Regions from separate parts of the Mus musculus genome. Here region 1 is linked to region 2. A link is a contact called in public promoter capture Hi-C data. All regions are on one chromosome and are shown on one strand. The core of a region is the stretch at or near the end of the contact, and the rest is flanking DNA. Distances in the headings are between cores, read along the strand shown.

Region 1 (3,670 bases), core at 401-2,900, 150 kb after region 2:
GAACTGCAAAGACACGACGCTGTCCTCTCAACCTATCACCTTCCTCTTACACTGAAAGTGTCATTCTGACAAAAAAAAATTTTAAAAAGTAAAACAAAGGAGAGATTTCAGTCGCTTAAATATTGCACATACCTTTCATGGACTACCCCATGAAAGGTGTACTGGGTCATTAAAAGGTAGGCAACTGCTACTCTGAGCCAATGCCATCAGAGGTAAACTTTAGAGTGCTGGTGGTAGCAGTCATGTTAGTGTTCAAGAGCCCACGAAGCACTAAGACTTTATAAATTTTACACTCAAATGAGACAAGTACCCTCCTAGTTACAGTGAGTTTATCTCTCAGAGGAAAAGTACCGGTGAATGTCCATGTCTTATACCAATGTATTTCAGAGTACTGCTGGACTAAGTTGTTCAGGTGGCTGTTTCCAGAAGTAATAAAGGAATTACATTAAAAATCTACTTTCTTACAACTTTATCTCTCGTGAGGCCACATTTCTGACCCCGTAAAGCCAAAACACGAGTGACTCCGTAGCTTATATAATCTTCCTCGCTCACATTGATTCCACAACCACCTTGATTCTATTTAGGGTCCTCTTAAAAAGAAGAAGAAGAAAAAAAATCTGTACACATGAAAGCCATCTAAAAACAAACCGATGGAACCCAAGATGCTCTGTGGGGAGGACATCGGTTCTGCCTCGCATCCCGCTAAATTCAGAGAACAGTTTCTATCTCCGCTTATTTCCCTGTGAGACAGACTCCATGCAGAGTGTCCAGTACCTTTTCAAGGCTGTACTATATAAAAATTATTTCCAAGTGTCACTGAAGAACATTTTCTCCCAACACACTAAATTGAAGGTAGCTATAGAACAAGACAAGCGTGCCTGCAAAAGGCTCTGATGTGGGCAACATCCCGTCTGTGTATTAACCAGCCGATCAAAATAGAGTTCTAGTGAAGTGTTCGGGAGCATCAAGGAAGTGTGGAGGGGGTGGATCAACACCATTTTGACTCATTTATCCCCAGGTGTTAGGGGAAGGAAGTGTGCTTGTGAATGACATCTGGTAAAAGCAAATCACAACCTCAGAAATTTTCAGGGAAGGCAAAAAGTACGCGCTCGGCATCGCGACGGACCCTACCACTAGCGAGTTTCAAACACACTTCAAGCATTTTTTTTTCTTTCCCTCCTAGACCCTGCCATGCACCCCCCACTCCTTGGCTCTCCCATGCCCCCACACCCACCTCCCTTTCCCAATCCCTCCTGGGTCCTCACTCTCTCTCATGCAGCGGTGGCAACAAGCGCCCCCCCGCCCCCAGCGTGGAAGGGGCACGGGATCACAGCGAGGGGAGGACAGTGCCAGCGGGACGCCCGCTCCAAAGCCCATCGCGTCCTACCGCCTGTGGAGCTCGCCTCCTCCAGCTGAGCCGAGATGCTTTCCACCCTTCTCACGTTCATCTTTAAGGACACTGGATGCCGGAGCGACACTCTTAGAGTCCACTGACCCAGGGGCGTCTGGCGATGGGTCCGCTACGGGAGCGCACAGCCACTCTGTCCTGGGCGACCAAGACGCTGGGAGCTGGAGGCAGCGGCAGCGGCGGCGGCGGCGGCAGGCAGGGCGCGCGAAGCCTTGCAGGTGCAGGCGGAGGCCGGCGGGGGGCGCCGGGGGCGCTGTGCCACTCTGGGTGGCAGAGCTATGCCGGTGGTGGGGGCCAGGACACCCGCCGCTGAGAAGTCGGTGCGCTGTACCGCCAGACAGAGCGAGGCGCCCCCCCCCCGTCCCTGGCACGCTTGGCACCTCCTTTGCCACCTGCTGCCAAGTCACTAAAGGAGAAAGTGGAGGAGGCTGTAGCAGTGCCTCAGGTGACAGCAGACTCACAGAGAGAGAGAGAGAGAGAGAGAGAGAGAGAGAGAGAGAGAGAGAGAGAGAGAGAGCTGAAGCGGCTTAAGGCTAAAAAAGGCATCTTTTGAGATTTTCCAATGGATTATCTGAGGGTCCACTGCGACCCCTTTCTGCTTCACATAGAGCCTGGCTCAAGGCTGGCTCAAGAAGTCTTTGGCAAAGAAACTTACTGCAGGGTCCCTAGAGGGTCAGATTCTGCCCTGAGTTCGAAGGACACCAGAAGGCAAGGAGATGCCCTTCTGGGAACCAGGCAGAGTGCCAGCAACTCCTAGACAGGAAACTTCCCAAGTACAACTCAGTCATGAGACTGAGAGAGAGGTTGGAGAATGTGACTTCTAGACACTGCCTAGACAAGGCCAAGGTGACCACAGCACATTACACAGAGCAGCTGAGCTGACTAGGAGACATTTCCCACAAGCGCCTTCTTCAAACGGACATTTCACTGGAGGACACTCTGTTGGAAGGGATGGCTGAGATCCCAGGGGATTTCATCACCCATGGCTGCTTGTTTCTCTAAGCAAACCAAGGCCAGCAATGCCCGAGAAAGACAGAAAACAACCCAATAAACCACTTGTGGCCATGGTTACTGTTGGACGGAGAGAGCTGAGCATTAAAACACAGGCTTCTCTGCCGGAAGAAGTGAAGTGTATATTGCCTCCTTTAAAAAGAAAGGTCGAGTTGACCGGTTCTGTGGGCCCGCAAAGCTGCTTAACATTTGTTCGTTTGCACTCTCAGCTGCAAGGTCAATAGACCCTGACATGGTGGAAAGGCCTAATTGTTTGGAAAGTCATTCTTTCTCCCTACACCTGCCTGATTACACATCACCGTAAAACCTTGTCCCTTTCTCCAGCTAGGATTCAACTGTCACTTGTCCTTCCTTTCACCCCTAGTCCCTGAAGTGACTCATTGGAAAGCCCTGTGATGCCTTCCATGCTGGTTGCGGACAAAATCCCAACATCTGCATTGCCTCCATACTCATCTTTATCTAACCTACTTACACGAGCTGAAATCTACTCCGTGTGACTTAAGGAAAATAGTAGAAGTAAGGGCAAATTTACGGAGAGCAAGTGGGAGGGCAGCCCAGTTGGAGGAGGATGCTATTGGCTGGAGCGAGAGAAGTGGGCGGAGTAATAGGACAGGAGGGACACCGGACTAGATAGCGTGCAATTTAAACTTCTACTGAGTCAAGTACATAAATTTCTAAATGGTGTGTGCACCTTACCTCCTCCTAAGAAGTCTCCTCTCTGTCCTTCCTAGCAGGTTCTACTATTTCATTCTGGTCATGTGGCACCTTAGGACTTCAATAATCTCAAAGCAAGCTTCCCACTAGCAACCTTTATCACAAATGAGCACAACCCGGCCTCTGCAGAGGCTCACTACCTCTCCAGTTCTCAACTCCATTCTTTTCTCTGTACTGACTTCTAAAACTACCTTCATGTGTGGGTTTGGGCTCAGCAGGCTGAACGGAAATCTTAATGGTGAGCCCAAAGTGAGCATCCTAACCTTTCTCACTCAAAAAAATGGACCAAACGGTAGTGCCTGCCTCAGTGAACCTCTGTCAAAGAAGAAATGAGATACAATGCATATTGTGCTTTGGAGCGTTCTGGCACATACTAAGAGGTCGGTAAGAGATGCTATAAAGAGAGTACTCACCATCACCATTATCACTACCATCTCCACATGGTGTCCTGAGGAAACCAAAGAAGGTAAGGAGGCATCTCCTGGTTCTAGAATAGATTTACCCTCTTTATTTACAACAGGACAAATGCACAACTCA
Region 2 (4,223 bases), core at 485-2,984:
GAGAGTGTCAAGCACACACAGGTCACCACTAATTAGGCCCAGGATGACCTATATGAGCCCCTTGTATATTCTCAACGACTAACTAAAGTGGATCTACTCAAATCTGTTACTGTACAGTCTACTCAAGGCTAGGACATGGAATGTTTTCTTGCTTCCAGTCACTGGCTACTAAATATTACAACACAGACTCACAGGGCTACAGTTTAGAGGTTCCCTTCTACCCTCAGTGAAGAGTCACTAGTGTGCTTGTCCCGAGTAGAAATTGATAGGTTATTTCTCTGTCACAGTGAGATGAGCCAATTCAAGCCAGATTACATCATATTAAAGACAAATTTATTTGGAAGCTGCTCTTGAGTGGGGTCACTGGCCCCAAGGATTGAAACCAGGGCACTCGCCATAGGGAGGTGGAACAGGGGGCACACCTAGAGAAGAAAATATGAGAAGGTGGAGGAGGAGGAAGGGGGAGAGGAAACCAAGCAAATATCTGTGTTACTTCTGCTGGAGAAGGGCAGCCCAGTCCCTGGGCTGGAAAGTTCAAGTTTGGAGGTAGGGTATGCCAGGTCGGGAACCGAGGGATGCTGGGAGAACCTGGAGGCCACGTCTGCTTTGATATATAAAATAGATCCAAGAGATTGAAAACAACCAGACATGACTGGCTGTGTCAGGTTCAATGGAGGAGGGTTTCAGCGAGTAAACAAACCGTAAGTTTGGATCCAGTGTATCCCAACAGAAAACTCAACAATCCCATCTGGCATTGTACATATGCTGCTCTTTACCTTTGAGGATACGTCCCGTTTCCAATACTGGCTTAAAATTAGGCCAATTATATGGACAATGAATTTGTCCTGGACAACCACTGGCTACAGGAAGTTGCGGAAGAACCATGCCTATCAACAATGCAAACTTTTTGAGTTTTGTGCTTGTCTTCTGAAACGTGAACACTAGATGGCAGAAGGAACACACAGATTTTTGAAGCTGGTTGGCAAACTGGTCTCCATGTCAACAACTCTAAATCCTAAGATTCCTTATCGTGGCTCAACAAATCAAGTGAGCCACACATGGCTGTACGTTTAAGATTACATTGTTGTTAAGGGTTTGATTATCTTTCACGTTTAGTTCATAACCTTTTAAATTTTTTATTGATATTGCAAAAAAAGTTCTACATTAATTTTCCTAAAAGCAGCATCAGCTAGGTTTCTTTTCTCTTTATGTAGAGTGTTTTATTCTAAAACTAAGGCGTGATAACTGCTTAAACCAGAGATTCCCAACATGTGGGTTGTGACTCCTTTGGATGAGGAGCCAAATGACCCTTTTTCTGGGGACACATAAGACCATCAGAAAACACATGTTTACATTACAATTCATAACTAGCAAAATTACAGTTACGAAGCAGCAACAAAAATTTTATGGTTGGGGGTCACCACATTGTGAAGTAATGTATTAAAGGGTCATAGTATTAGGGAGGCTGGGAACCACTGGTTTAAACAAACCCAAGGGTGAAGATTCTATGGAAACTTCCTGCTATTCCTCCTAATTAAATATGACTTCTAAGGCAATTGCTGCTGGCTCAACAACTACTTGTGAAAATGAACCCTGGGTTCTGTTTATATTGGACTTTAAAGAAATTGATTTGAAGGAGAGCCCTGAAATGAGATTTGGTTGGTCTCTTCACAGTGATGGTCTCAGTAGTCATCGGAAATTGCAGAAATGTTACTGTGGTTTTGAAACTGCCACAAAAGCCACCTCAGTGTGTCATTTCCCAGAAAGGCTTCAGGCAAAGGCATTACGTGGAAGTGCAAATGAAAGGAGACTTGGAAGAAGCCTCAAACAGCCTAGGCCTTGGCTAAATTTAAGCCATAGGAAGAGAGGATGAAAGGCCAGAAAAAAATGAAAATAGCCAGTAGGGCATTCAGACACCCTGCTCCCTCAGGGGAAATGACACCTGGGTATGGCATCGAGCATCCAGCAAGGTCTGAGAAAGTATTAGAATTGGGTGTCATGAGCATCCCCGAGGAGAAGTTCCGAGAAAGCTTTAAGCATCTGCAAGGCACTTAAAGATTAGAAACACATTTAACCAATGCCAGAAATACCTATAAGCACCCACTAAAAGATACTCTACTCTCCCATAATTTATCCAGTTTTGTGGCATCCTATGGAACACCCTCAAGTTTTAAATATAGTAGAAAATAAAGAAATTTGATATAATTTAGCAGTGGAATTTATTTTACCAAATACTCACATAGTAATCATTTATTGTCCTCTGCTTAACATGAAAGTAAAATAAGAACACCCAAGACAAGAGTTTTTATTATTGTTTTTCTTAAGTACATTTGTTTCTCATTTTATTTTGTTTAAATTAAAACATAATGATAGTGTTTCCCTTTTCCTCCCTTCAACCCCTGCCATGCCCCTTAGCCCTACACCATCTCAAATTTAAAACCTCTTTTTCTTTATTGTTGTTTGCTTATATGCATAAATACATAGACAATGCTTGCTGAGTCTGTTTAGTTTTGTTTGTTAGTACAGTTTCATTTGTGTATACAAAACATACTAAGAAAAGAGTACCTTCAGTGGCCACAAGAGGGCATAATCCTCAAACTTAAAAAATTGTACAAGTTCATCACCAAAGCACAGTCATCAATATTTCAGCACAGCCTGTTTCATTCTTGAAGATAATCGTCAAAAGAATTCTAATTGTGTATTTAAAAAAATGGGAACATTATGTCTCAGAATACCATCGAAACAGAAATGCTAGTCACCTGTTCGTCACAGTAGAAACCTAAATGTCATTCAGAGAGAACACAGTCTTGGTAACTTACAACTTAGACGGTGACCTCTGGCAATCACTCAGCTGGAACCATGCTGGCTCTTCATTTGCTTGTGTGTGCCTCAAGTATCTCATGAAGGTGGCTGTGTTTCTTGGCATCTTACTTTCAGCTGTTGTAGGAGAACTCCCTAGACCATGGGGTCTTAATAAGCCTGGCCTTTGAAATCAGGAAACTGATGTGTTAGATTCTAGTGAGAGCCCTTTTATGGACTACAGACTGTTGATTCCTGATGTGCCTCCAAGCAGCAGAACGAGAGGGGGCTGGGGGGCGCTCTTTGAGGTCTCCTTTATAAGTAAACAATTATAGTGATAATTTGTCTCTACCTTCAACTTAAGCTCCCCTCCCCAAATGACCCCAATCTCCATATAACCTCATATTGGGAATTAGACCTTCAATATAAGCACCTGGGAGAGACAAATATTTGAGGCATGGTGTGTGGTTTACTGGTGAATTGAACAGATGGATGTGGTAGAAGAAGAGCAAAGATGGCCCAAAATATGGGAAGGTATACACATTTCCTTTAACAACTGGGCTTATTTCAGAAAGCAAGACCAGAATAAGGTTTGTTGTGTTGTTGTTGTTGTTTGGTTAGTTGTTTTGTTTTGGCAAAAGGATGGACATCTTGTGGCCACAACCTCTAGAGAATGAGACACCCAAGCCCTGCTCAGCCTGATTGAAGGACGTTTACTACTACTTCAGCTAGGTTGCAGGTTGTAACTTGCCTTTACTGCCCTAAGCAATATAAAGTCCATAATGATAACAAATACCCCCAGGCACCCATTATCCTGCAACCCTTCCTGCTTTCCAAAGGTGCTTATTGCTTTCTGACCCTGGAATTTTCTTTTACACTTCCCTTATGTTGTTTTGCTCATTAGCCAGGAGATCCAGGACCACATGAGCCTTCTCTCTCTTCCTCACTCTTTAATTCCCAGTGTCTGGCATTCTACACCTGAAGTGCTTCAAACATATCAAACCTAGAGAGCTGTTAAAAGACATCCTTCCGAATGCTGAAATATGAGAGAGGTTTTGAGAGTCCTTAGGTGTGGACTTAAAAGATGAAGGAAGGAAGGCCACTGTCTGCTGTGTTGAAGCAGAAATCTTTCCTACTGATCAACAAATGCCAGTGAGACTGGACAGAGGGAAGGGTAACCCCCATGATTGCTGCACCTTTAAAATTAATGAGCATAAAGTGGGTTTCTGGGAAAAAATATCTACACCAAATATAAATGGAAATTTATAAATTCAGCATAGAAAGTGTCTATTCTTCTTCAAGGAATATTCTGGCATGAATCCGTTTGGTATTCTTCTTTATATGAAGAGAAGCTTTTTAATAGCAGAGAAAAAAATGAGATACACATTTATAACACAAAAACTAAAGATTGGAAGGAATAAAAT

The links. Promoter capture Hi-C pulls out the DNA fragments that hold promoters and counts their contacts.
Region 1: a contact with region 2 is called in a promoter capture Hi-C map of hippocampal neurons, with 6 times the contacts expected there. The contact joins the promoter of Kcnip4 here to the enhancer-like site in region 2. A contact is called at or near these places in 9 of 39 promoter capture datasets (3T3-L1-derived adipocytes, cranial neural crest, embryonic stem cells and 3 more), 22 of 484 Hi-C or Micro-C datasets (Sertoli cells, brain, cerebellar granule neurons and 11 more) and 2 of 115 datasets of contacts at active chromatin or transcription factors (astrocytes and neural progenitor cells).

Annotation. Positions count from the first base shown.
Region 1 is chr5:49,523,254-49,526,923 of GRCm38.p6, forward strand. It overlaps Kcnip4 (Kv channel interacting protein 4), which reads right to left and starts at 1,651. Exons shown (of 9, transcript NM_001199242.1): 1 at 1,388-1,651. The coding sequence starts at 1,448.
Region 2 is chr5:49,368,292-49,372,514 of GRCm38.p6, forward strand. All of the region lies in intron 1 of Kcnip4 (Kv channel interacting protein 4), which reads right to left. Among named protein-coding and RNA genes, the nearest start is that of Kcnip4, 150 kb to the right of the region's middle. Within about 2 kb of position 1,735, at least 4 of the 459 cell types and tissues checked have an H3K27ac peak or open chromatin away from gene starts, as enhancers often do. A contact at or near this core is called in hippocampal neurons, where this site is marked.